3 separate regions of the Sus scrofa genome follow, and regions 1 and 3 are each linked to region 2. A link is a contact called in public Hi-C and targeted proximity ligation data. All regions are on one chromosome and are shown on one strand. The core of a region is the stretch at or near the end of the contact, and the rest is flanking DNA. Distances in the headings are between cores, read along the strand shown. Region 1 has its middle 130 kb from the start of TRIB1. Region 2 holds the start of TRIB1 (tribbles homolog 1). Region 3 overlaps NSMCE2 (E3 SUMO-protein ligase NSE2).

What was found. A called contact is a pair of places that touch in the nucleus more often than the background predicts.
Region 1: a contact with region 2 is called in a Hi-C map of liver, with 2.0 times the contacts expected there. A contact is called at or near these places in 1 of 5 promoter capture datasets (liver), 5 of 47 Hi-C or Micro-C datasets (liver and skeletal muscle) and 1 of 2 datasets of targeted methods (alveolar macrophages).
Region 3: a targeted proximity ligation map of skeletal muscle shows a contact between it and region 2. A contact is called at or near these places in 4 of 5 promoter capture datasets (fetal liver, fetal skeletal muscle, liver and 1 more), 22 of 47 Hi-C or Micro-C datasets (alveolar macrophages, blood, brain and 13 more) and 2 of 2 datasets of targeted methods (alveolar macrophages and skeletal muscle).

What each region holds. Positions count from the first base shown.
Region 1 is chr4:14,162,233-14,165,998 of Sscrofa11.1, forward strand. No RefSeq gene overlaps it. Among named protein-coding and RNA genes, the nearest start is that of TRIB1, 130 kb to the right of the region's middle.
Region 2 is chr4:14,296,585-14,300,365 of Sscrofa11.1, forward strand. It overlaps TRIB1 (tribbles homolog 1), which reads right to left and starts at 1,535. Exons shown (of 3, transcript XM_021088927.1): 1 at 222-1,535. The coding sequence starts at 581.
Region 3 is chr4:14,487,862-14,491,985 of Sscrofa11.1, forward strand. The region is part of intron 4 of NSMCE2 (E3 SUMO-protein ligase NSE2); the gene reads right to left. Among named protein-coding and RNA genes, the nearest start is that of WASHC5, 110 kb to the right of the region's middle.

The DNA of each region.
Region 1 (3,766 bases), core at 674-3,173, 130 kb before region 2:
GAAGGCGTCGATCATCAAAGGCCTCTTAGGCCAGGACTGTAACGACAGGCAGAGTGTAGGGACCAACCACGAGCCAGGCCAGGGTGAGGGGCTTTCTTAGCGGTGACTTGGGAAACCCCTCGTGACAGTCCTAGAAAGTGGTATTATTTATCATCCTCTTTCTCGCCTGAAGACATTTCCCCCTGGCAGTAAGAGGGGAAGCAGGCTCAGAGGGACCCTGGTTCTTATTGCAAAGATAAGAGGCTTGACTGAGGATGAGAGCAGGGATGTCAGGCAGAGGGAAAGGAAGCTGCAGGCTCCTTGGGCTAAAGTGATGGGGTGGCCAGTGGGGAGCAGGGTGAGGGCCCAGGCCACAGAGTGGCCTGTGGGAGGAAGGTGGTGCAGCTGGTGAGTGGGGGGCTGCAGGGAGTAGCAGGGCCTCCCGGGAGAGCCCTGGACTCCTCCACAAGCACAGGGGTCGGCACAGAGCACAGTCACACAAGGGCAGAGCTGGAAGCCACCTTGCAGAAATCTGGGGAGTAGGACCCTCCTGACTCATTCGCCCAGCTGTCCCCTCTGGCTCTAAGCCACCTGACTCCAGTTCAAGTCAACAGCGGCTCTTGCTTAGACGGCTCTAGAGAGTCCAAAAGCCTACCACAGCCCAGAAGGTTCTGTGTGGCCTTCTCCTGGGCACGCCCACCCCTCCTTCTCACCTTCCCACCCTGTGCCGCTCCCTCCCTTACCCTCACCCCCACCCCGGACTTCTTCCACTCTGGCTTCGCCACCCAGGACCGCCGGAGTCTTGCAAGGGCTGGCCTCTTTCTGTTCCCGGGGGGTTCATGCTTGGGGTGCTTCTTGCCATTTCTCCCAAACTCCCGATTCCACCTCCAGGCTGATGCCCCTCATCCTTCAAGATTCTGCCCACCGAGCCTCCTCCTGCCTCCTGGCTGTTCAGCACTCCCGTGACCCTGGGTCCTTTTCCAGCTAATGCATTTCTCACTTGTCATACTTGTTCCTTATCTGGCTCCCGCACAACTTTGTGAACCGGACTTGCTCTGCTCCCCAAGGCTGGAACAGTACCTGGCACAGAGCAGGGCTCTGAAAAGTATTTTTTGGGTGAATGAACGAGTAAACAAGAAAGAGAAGGAGCAATGGAAGCTGTGTGTGTATCCCAAGCTGCACTCTGGCTCCTGGCCTTCCCCTTCCCTGGACCAGCCTCCCCTCTTCTTACCCGCAAGTCTCCACCTCATCCTACGTGCTCTGAGAGGTCTCCCTGGGCATCTGTGACACAGGGGACACTCCTCATCACAGCACCATAGGACGCGTCATCTGAAAGGATGCAGCTTCAGTAAGTCCCCTGCACGTGAGGACGGCACCTGGCTCTGTGTGTAAATCTCACCTCCCCCGCCAAGGCAGCTCCCCCAGGCCTGCCACTGGGCCACACAGAGGGCCTTGCTAAGGGACGTGAGGGATGCACACGCTCAGCCACCAGAAGGGTTGACTCACTGTCAAGGGAGGTGAACATGAATAAGCATCAGATCCATGCAGCTGCTCCTTCCTCGCACGGACGGAACTCTCTCTACCCACTGGGATGTGAGTTAGGTGGTACAGGAGAGGGAAACGGTGCTTCAGCCCCGATCCCTGAGTGCTGGGGTGTATGGTCTAGTTACAACATAAGACCTAATCATAAGTCATCACCATATAAGACAAACGCCACCTCCAGACTTCCACGTCTTTATCATGCACCATCCCAGAGTCTGGCCCACGCCCATGAGGCACCTGGGCACCTGGTTCCCTCTCTCACTGGGCGGTGTTCACGTGCTCGGCACCATCTCCTCTGCATCTCCTGTTTCCATCTTACCATTTTACCTTCCCCAGTGTGTGTGTGTATGCGTGTGTGTGTTTGTTACAGTGAGCTCATCCCAGGCAAAGTGCATGTTGCTAAACCATTCCCTGGCTGTCTACAGACTATGCCTGGGAATTGTTTTTTATGAATGTTTGAACCCAACAACCTGCCTCTAGCAAACGCATCCAATTGGGCAACATGGCCAGGAAGAGGGTCAATGCTAGACCTTGAGTCCAAAGGTTTCCATGAGTACTTGGCGTCCCTAAGCACACTTTCGAGATCCTGTAATGGGAAAGGCAAAGGTACCTTAGATATATACAGAGAGAGACCCTGACACATAGGAAAACGGAGGAGTTGTGTAAGGTGACTCTCTTGGCACTCCTCGAGCACTGAGATACGGGAGTTGCCAAAGTTTCTCAAATTCTACCACCCCCACCTGGCGCTGCCTGGATGATGAAATATTCTGAAGAGTTTGAATTGCTTCCTCTGATGAGCGAAGCTAAAACCCAGCACCCCAGCCTGCCTCCTGGGTGATCACGAAGGACCATGGGACAGACTGGCAATGTCCCCACCAACACCCCACAGAGCAGAGCACAGCTCCCCTCTCTCAGTGCCGCCAGCATTAGAGTGAGTTACTTCACCTACTTGCTGGCAAAGAAAATGCCAGGTGGAAGCAAAATGTTGAAACCAAGATGGATGGCTCCCCGCCCCGAGGCGCGATGAAACACTTGGAAGAGGGCTTCCTGGGCGCTTGGCACATGCGTGAGAGAGCAGGGGAGGGGGTGCTGGGCTGGGGACACCCAGGTCTCAACTTGAACTCGAGCTTGTAACTGGCAGCAGAGAGGCCAAGGATGGGGCAGGGAAGAGGTTTCAGGGGATTAGGGCAGCTGCAATATTACTGATACGAAAGATGCATGAATTCCAGCAGCTTAAAAAAAATCCTTCCCAATGAATGAAATGGTGTGTGTGAATATATGTGCAAGTATATAGGTATCTGGGCGTGCAAAAATGGGGGTGTGGGGGTGTGTGCACACACAACTGTGGGTGTATTTGTCTGTGCATGTGTGTGTGTGTGTTTGTATGTGAGCATGAGTGCATGTGTGAGTTTGGGTACATTGCCTGGTGTGTGAGTGTGTATGTTGGTGTGTGTGTGTGCAGGTATGTGCATGTGAATGCAGATGTGTCTGTGTGTGTGTATATATGTGTGTGCATATCTGTGTATCTGTGTCTGTGTCTGTGTCTGTGTCTGTGTCTGTGTCTGTGCAGCATTTCGGAATGAAAACAACCATGGAATAAGCTTCAGAAAAGATGGGCTCTTATCTTGATCTGCCACATAGGAGCTGGGTGACTTTGAGAAAACCGTATCACCACTCTGTTTTCTCACCTGTTCTAGTTCCAAGAGCAATACCTAGTACATAATAACCACTCACTAAATATTTATTAAATGAGTGATTGTTATTTGGAGGTAATGCCGCTTCCTTTTCAGGAGATGAGAAAATATATGCCAAACTCCTCTCTTACTGTCTCAGTGATCGGCATACAACAGAAGCCCAGTAATTCTTAGCCCGTCCCCTCCCCAACTTCAGCTTTTTCCCCTTGGCGGAAGGAGGCTGATGAATGACATGATGCGTTAGGTCAAATGTCCCCTGCAGCCCCATTTCTTGGGCTGAGTCGTCCTGCTGCCATGTTCTTGAGCCAATTTCCAGGGCTTCTGAGTTCCCATGATGTTACATATTAGCCAGGCCTCTTCTTCCTGCTCTCAGTCAAATGCTGACAGTAATTCATTTGCAAGAATTAAATGCAAGATTGAATTTTAACAACTCAGAAATTTGAGGTCAACTGTGCTTTCGGCGACCTTTAGGGGCAGGAAGCCCGGTGAGTGAGCTGGTATCCCGACTTTTCATCGGGTGATACTCTTATGGGTCACAATCCTGCAAGATA
Region 2 (3,781 bases), core at 285-2,784:
CCCATTATACCACTCCATCCGAACCCCTCAATCCCTTATAGTGAACCCGGTCCAATGCTACCTTGCCGGACTCAAACACACTTATCCGCCTTGCCCTAAGCCCAAGCGCTGGTGGCACCTTCGGCCCCCGGGCGTCGTCTGAGGAAACCCCAAATAACTCTGCTGCCACCGTGTCTCCCCACCCCGCGACCTCCGCTCGGCCTCGGCCTCCGGGTGCCTACCTTGCAGCGCAGCTCGCGGCCCGTGTGGATGCACAGCGCCCGGGACACATGTTCGCGCTCGGCCAGGGGCAGCAGCAGGTAGTCGGCGATGCGGCTGGGCCCCGGCGCGCTCCCGGAGCCGCCGCCAGCCCCGGGCGCGGCGGGCGGAGGCTGCGGGCTGCAGGGAGAGCCAGGGGGGCTGAGGTAGTCCGGAGGGTTTGAGCACTCGGAGAGACGTGGGCACTTGGCCGCCACCGCCGCCGCGTCGTCCGCGTCCAGCAGGCGTTTGGCAGGAGCGCCCCGGCCGGCCGGGAGCAGCAAGGCCGGGGCTCGGGGCTGCGAGACGCCGCTCATAGCAGAGCGCACGGGACCGACCCGCATCCCGTCCGGCGCCGGGACGGCCCCGGCTTTGTACGTCCTCGGATCGGCGCGGGAAGGCGCGACGGGGTCGGCGCCGGCGCCGCGACGTATTCCAGCCCGCAGGATGGAGTTTGCAGACGGAGCTTGGTTCGGCCCCCACGGGGGGCAAAGCCGGAGCCTCTCCCCGGCGCTGGCGGTACACGCGAGAACCACCGTGGCTGCGCGTCCCGGGGTGGGAGGCCGGCTCGGGTCCTCAGACCCCCGCGGTATCGGCTCCGGGCACCTGGCAGGGGGCGGCCGCCGCTATTGTTGTCGAGGCTGCCGACAGTCAGGGAGGCAGAGGTGGCGGTGGCTGGCCTTACCGAGGTCCGAAACAGCGAGTACAGGATTCCGCAGGCTCGGCGGAGCCACGGAGCAAATGCACTTCCCAAAGCAATAAGTCTCGGGGCCAAAGCCGGAGCAACTTTTCCGCGGCGCTCGGGATCCTGCGCGCTCCGGGCTCCCGGCGTGAGTGTGCCCGAGCGAGACGCGCTCAGAGAGAGTGACTGAGTGTGAGTGAGTGAGTGTGTGCGCAGCACCGATCCTGGCCAGTGCACTCCTCCTTCTCCTTTTCCTCCACCTCCTCCGCCTCCCGGTGACTCACGCTGTATACACACATACACTCACAGGCCGGGCTGTGTAAACAGTTGGGAAGCCGGGTTGTGCAATGAGGTGGCTGCGACGACTCGGGCCCTGCCGCTGGGCGAGCAGTCACCGGAGAGGGGGGGGGGAGGCTGGGAGGAGGGAGGAGGAGCTGGGTCGGCGGGGGCGATGGGGGTGGCCCGAGGGCTGGGATGCTCCGGGCAGCGCGCGCTCTGGCGCAGGTGGTGTGTCCCGAGCTGGCTGGGGCGCGCGCACACGCCCCCCGGGCTGGGCTAAGCAGGAGGCGGCGCGCGCCCTCCGGCAGGCAGCGGGCTCAAAGCTAGAAGCTGGAGGAGGGGGTGGAGGAAAAGTTCCCGTGACGTCAGGGTCCCCGGGAAGTGGGCGGGAGGGGTGGGGCCGTGGGGGGCGAAGCGACCGCTGATTGGTGCGCGCTCCCCATTCACACCGAGCACAATGGACTGCGGGCGCGCGCACCAAGGCTCGCTGCACCCGCTGCTCGCTGCAGCCGCGCGGTGACGCCTTTTGCCCTGGGGATCTCCCCCCGCAACCGACCGCCCCGCGCCCTGGGACCTCCGGTTGGAGCCGTGGGCGTCGCGAGGCCCGGCGGTAGTCGGCGGAAAGGAAGAGAGAGAAGGTGATGAATTCCAGAATCACTCATTCACCCCCACGCGGTAGTTCCGGGGAAGACCTATGCGTGGTTGTGGATGTGGTTTTTTGTTTTTTTTTTTTTCCTTTTCCTGCCCCCTCCCAGCTCTAATCCCCAGCGTCTGTTCGCTTCCACAAATAGAACCTTCTGTTGGATGAAATAAAAGCAAACACTGGGCCTTCTGCGCTGCCTCCACCTCCACGCCCCTCCCGCGCCTGCCGCCCGCCGGGATTGCACGGAAATAGCTTCTCCAGGCTCCCCGGCCGCCCCTTCGCGGTGACTCGCAGAAAGAGCTTCCTGAGCCGGGGCCGGTGGGAAACAAAGGATGTGGGGAGAGGGCGGAAGGGGCCCACGTGGCCGCCGCTGGATTCTAGCCCCCTCCCCGGCCTCCACACGCCCTGCAGGGTCTGGGGCCCCGGGGCCAGCCCAGCCCAGTTCCGTGGTGGCCGGGTAGCGGAGTGGGAGTCATTCTGCCACCGACAGTGATACTTCCTACACCCGGGCAGCCCTGCCAGGGCGTGTGCGTGCACTCGTGCAACGTGATTGCGGTGAGCGCGAAATGTGTGTCAGACGCTGCACAAAGCTCCATGAAAAAGCAACCTAGAATCTATCGTTTTTCTTTCTTTCAAGAACCAGGTCGATTTGGAGTCCCTGGACACCCAGCGTACATAGCTATTATCAGAATCCCTTCTGCCCTTGTACTAAAAATTTCATTTTCTAAAACCAGGTCGAGCCCCAAGGATAAATTTTTTCCATATTAAATCTCCATTCATTCAGCAAATACTAATGAAGCATCTAGTAAGAGCTAGACGCTGGGGATTAGAAGATTGAGCATTAAAATAATAATAGCTAACGTTAATTGAGGTCTGTAAAATGCCAGGCACAGTTCTTAGCACTTTACACATAGTCACTGCAGTCTTACAGCCACCCCGTTGGGTTATTTTTTGCCCCTTTTCAAGAGGGAGAAGCCTGCAAAGACGAAGTTACTTGCTGTGATCAAATCACTACTAAAAGGTGGAGCATTCAAGCTCTTAAGCACTTGTGGGTACTCAAAAAACAGATTACAATTTGCAGAGGGAAGAGAGGGGTTAGGGAGGATTCCATCTAGAAGCGGTTGACCTGGGGGCATGTGTGGGGCTGTAAGAAGTTGCGGGGGGGGGTGGGGGGAGAAGAGAGCAAGGAAGTGGGGAACTTTAGAGGCCAGAGTGCCTGCCCAGGTGGAGCTGAGCCTGCAGAAGTCCTTGGGGAAAACAAGAAGAGCTCCAATTCTGGCTGAGGAGGATGCACTTGGTCTTATAACTGGGAGAGAGCCCTGATTTTCTCTCTTTCACATTGATTTTGTGCCAGCTATTCAAGACCCACTGAGCTGCCAGCTTAGCATCTGCACTAGGATGGCAAACTCAGCGTGGACCATCAGCATCTTCCTCGAAGTGCACACCCCCTTTCCTGCCTCTTCGAAGAGAAAGGCATCGCCACCCCCGGGTCCAGAATCTTTAGCAGCGATTTCCTCATGAATCCGCCTTTTTCCTGTCCCCCACTGGGTTGTCCCTGGGTCCATCCTAGATCTGCTTGCTCTCAGAGCCATCCCCTGCCCTCCCCTCCTAACTCTCCTTGCAGACTATGTCTCAAGCTCCCTTGGCCACTGGCTTGCAGCCCATTTTGCCCAGAGGGAAGCCCTGGAGGGAGACGGGACTGCTTGGGACAATGGCCGCACCTCTTCTGTGGCTCCAGACCTTTATCCCGCCCCATTCCCCTTCCCCAGACAGCCCGTCTGTGTGGCTGCCAGATCCTCCTACTGGATAGAAGGAATTATCCACCCATGCCCACCCCACCTTCCACTCCCCTGGCTGCCTTTTGTAAATCCATTTTGGAAACCGCCTGGACTGAGAAAGGCTGCCTTGTTCAAGTTCACACTCCTTTCCCAGGAGGTCCA
Region 3 (4,124 bases), core at 445-2,944, 190 kb after region 2:
TCTGCAGTCAAATTTTCTGGGTTTGAATCAAAAAGATTCAAATTGGGCAAACTGCTCGACCTCTCTGAGCCTCAACAGCCTCCTCTGTAAAATGGGGATGAATACCACCAGCCAGCTCACAGCAACTGGAACAGAACAGGCTACACAGGAAGTCATCAAAGAAGGTCCATGACTGTCAGTGGTTAACAAACAATGTTACTACTGTGATGTAATGACAGCCTTGTACCTAGCCTTTAAAAAAAGCATATGACTAATGTATTTAATAACTTGCACATCAGCCTTTCCGAGTTAAGAATGTACTTCTTGAAGGTTTGCTAATTTTTTTGTCTCAAATACCTCAGTTTCTGGCATATGAGAAGAGCTCATAAATGTCTGAGGATGGGAATGAATGAAAGGAAGAAAGCTTTGTGGATCAAATAAGGTTGTAATATTTGCCATATAAGTAAATTCAGATTTGACGAGCTTTTATTAAGTGCCTACTTTATGCCAGACCCTGCGTGAAGTCTTTATGTTGTTTTAACAAATGTAATTCTGTGTACAAAACAAATCTAGGTAACTGATAATAACAGAGTGACTACTGGGCTAGGCTGAGCTTCATTTAGACTAAGCCACCAAAGTTGACAACCCAAAAAGGGCTGGTTAACTCAACTCTGTGGAGTTAATTTTGAAGCCATACAAATAACTCATTTATATGCCACCAAAATGAGCAGCAAAGGGACCACATGACCAGCATGCAAGGGAAGGCTACAGCGGGACTGGCATTCCCTCCTCTAGATGGAGGGCAGGGTGATGGCACCCCTTCCGGGTACAATAAGCACCTTGGGGATATTTTTAGCACCCACAAAGCCCCAGTCGGAAAGCCCTGCTTTAAAGGATCTCTTTAACCACAGAATAAGGAACTATGTATTACATTCAAGACTTGGCAGCCACTCAATTTCCAAATGTTAGTTTTTCATGAAATCATCATATATCTCAGGGAAATTTCAGCTCGATCTCAGCTCTTTTACTTTTTTTCCTTTACTGGGAAGAAAATTCTAAGCCAGCATAAATGAGTAAGTGGATTTCAGTCCTCTGAAAGGGCTTTCTGGGTGTGGCTGAGATAGCTAGCTTTGAAAACTTAGCAACACAGGATACATTATGAGTAAGTTCTTTCCTTTTTTTTTTTTTTTAAACAATGATGCTAACTCACCAGATCCTTCTGAAAGAGTCCTTTTATTAATTTCAATGAAGTCAAGTAGAGAACAAGTTGTAATATGAAACACAATTTATGCAACTATGTTGAAATTCTCTGCCTGAGTTACATCTCCTAATGCAAGAATTTTATGGTAAAACAATTTCAAAACAACATCTAGCATTAGCTTAGGCTCATTTTGGTTTCAGGCTGTCTTTCTATACAAATCATAGAACTCCTGAGGCAAAATGATAGCGCCTTTAAGGAGGAGAAAAAAAAAAAAATCCTGTTCCCCACAGTTTATAATAAAAGAGCTGAAACTAAGCCTTGATTGAAATTATACTGTTAGGCAACTCCAGAAACTAAACACAAAAACATGGTAAAGATTGCAACATCAAGGGAAAACCATCTTCATCGATATCGTTTTAGATTCCCAGCCGTTCCTGACCCGAGCCCACATGAGAGCAACTGAACCTTCAGAGGCTTTCCCGCAGTCAGCCAACCAGCAACTCCCTCCTTCCTCAACCACGCGGGTTGCCCAGGGAAAGGCACGCAATACATTTAAAGGGCCAATAGAAATCCCGTGGGTGGGTTTGGTCCGCCTTTCAAAAACCAATGAACTTCCCATTATATAACCTTTAATACCAAGAGAGAAGTTTACAGTCACATACCCGACTAAACTATAAGGCAGGCTTCACTGCATGCCTCATCGTGGTTTTTTGTTGGTTTTTTTTTTTTTTTTTTTTTTTTTTAAAGAAGAAGTAAGGAAAAGTAAAAGAAAGAGTGTCCTGAATGACACAATCCATCTAACTCAGGTAATGTCAGAAAATTAATGAATCTACATGGTGGTACGACCTAGGCTTGCTTTTTGTGATGATTTTCAGGGCAATCTGAGGTTTTCAATCAGAAAAATGTAGGCATCTAAAAACATAAGCTCCATGACATTTTATTAATTCTTTATAAAATAAAGTCTTTTAACCACAGCAGAATTCTGAGAATCTGGCTTTTCCAGAAAGCCCAAGAAAAATACTTTAGTTTCACCATTCTCAAATTCATTTGACTTTGAAACAAAATAAACATATTACTCTATTTAATATCTTGCACAAGCGAATTCACAAGAATGAAATGTGTTCAGAGTTCCTAGAAAAAATGTAGCAATACAGGCTGCCAACTTGTTCAATGTCAAGCTCTAGGCAGTATAGCCACACTAGCAGTAAATGACTCAGAGTGAGTCACGCTTAAGCTATTTTTGCTTTTAAAGTACTGCCAGGCACTGTGTTAATATTCAACCCAGAGTAAATTTAGCCCAACAAGAAAACAAGTGTTTCCATGGCTGCTTCTTCACACTGTTTATGGTATATATGCAGCCATTAGGCACAGGAATCTAGCCAGATAAGTTAAGTAGAAATGCTCATCTATTATTTATATCCAGGCTTTGGAACACTGCAAACACGAAATGCATCTTAGGCTATTCTTTCAACTCCTTCTGTCTATCCGCCCCTCCAGACCCCAAAGAGCAACGACATAGAGAGGATACTATTAATGATTCATTTAAAAGTTTGTGCCGTGAAACTCTAGTGGACTGTTGTTCACGGATTTTATGTGGCTCTGTGTTAAGAGTCACAACGACCCATGTTTCTCTGATAGTGCGGCCACAGGGAAGTAAAGTGCTTTAAAAAGTATCTAGCAAAAACAGCAGGAAATGTGGGCTATAGATACCAAATAGAATCATTGCACAGTATCAAGTATAGTGAACAGTTAGCCTGGTAATGTGAACACTCAACAGGTGTTTAAAAAATAATGCCTGTTCTAATTTGAAAAGATACATGCACCCCAATGTTCACAGCAGCACAATTTACAAGCCAAGACATGGAAGCAACCTAAGTGTCCATTTATAGATGAATGGATGACAAAAGTGGGGTGTACATATACAAGAGAATACAGTTCAGCCACAAAAAAGAATGAAATAGTGCTATTTGCAGCAACATGGATGGACCTAAAGATTATCACACTAAGTAAAGTAAGTCAAAGCCGAATATCATATGATATCACTTATATGTAGACTCTAAAAAAAGATACAAATAAACTTATTTACAAAACAGAAACAGACTCACAGACATAGAAAACAAACTTATGGCTACCAAAGGGGAAAGGGGGTGGGAGAGGGATAAACCAGGATTTGGGGATTAACAGATACATACTATTATATATAAAACAAACAAGGACTTACTGTATAGCACAGGGAACTATATTCAGTATCTTGTAATAGCCTATAATGGAAAAGAATCTAGAAAACATGTATTTATATGTGTATACACACACACACACACACACACACATATAACTCAATCACTTTGCTATATACCTGAAACTAACACAACAATGTAAATCAACTATACTAGAAAAAAAATATATTGGTGGTGAGAGATGCATGGCTAATAACCGACTGATCTAAAAAAAAAAAAATTTCAGTTTTTCAGAATATGCTATTTTTATTCCAAATGCACATGGAATTCTTACACTTGAATAGCACAGTGACTATGAGATGGATGCTAGGGCTTTTCCCTAAATGGTCTGTTTACAGCTGTCAGAATCCTCAGCATTACCTACAGAATCTATGCTACAGTCATATACAGTGATTAACTATTCTGCTCAGTTAAAAAAAAAAAAAAATCCAAGCTATCCATTATTCCAGCCCAGGTTTTCAAATTAGGATGCATGAACCTCAGTATGCAAACTTTTGGAATTTTTATTTAAAGTTTTATCTAAAAAATGAGGGGAAAAAAACTAGGTCTTCCTAATAACATACATGCTGACATTATGCAGAATATGTATAAATCTGAATAAACAAAATATCAGGAGGTGTCTGCTCCTCTTGAGCAGAACCATCGAAGACACATGGAGACCACTGCTTTAGTGCACACACCGCCTGAAGGATGGAGTCCTTTCCTCT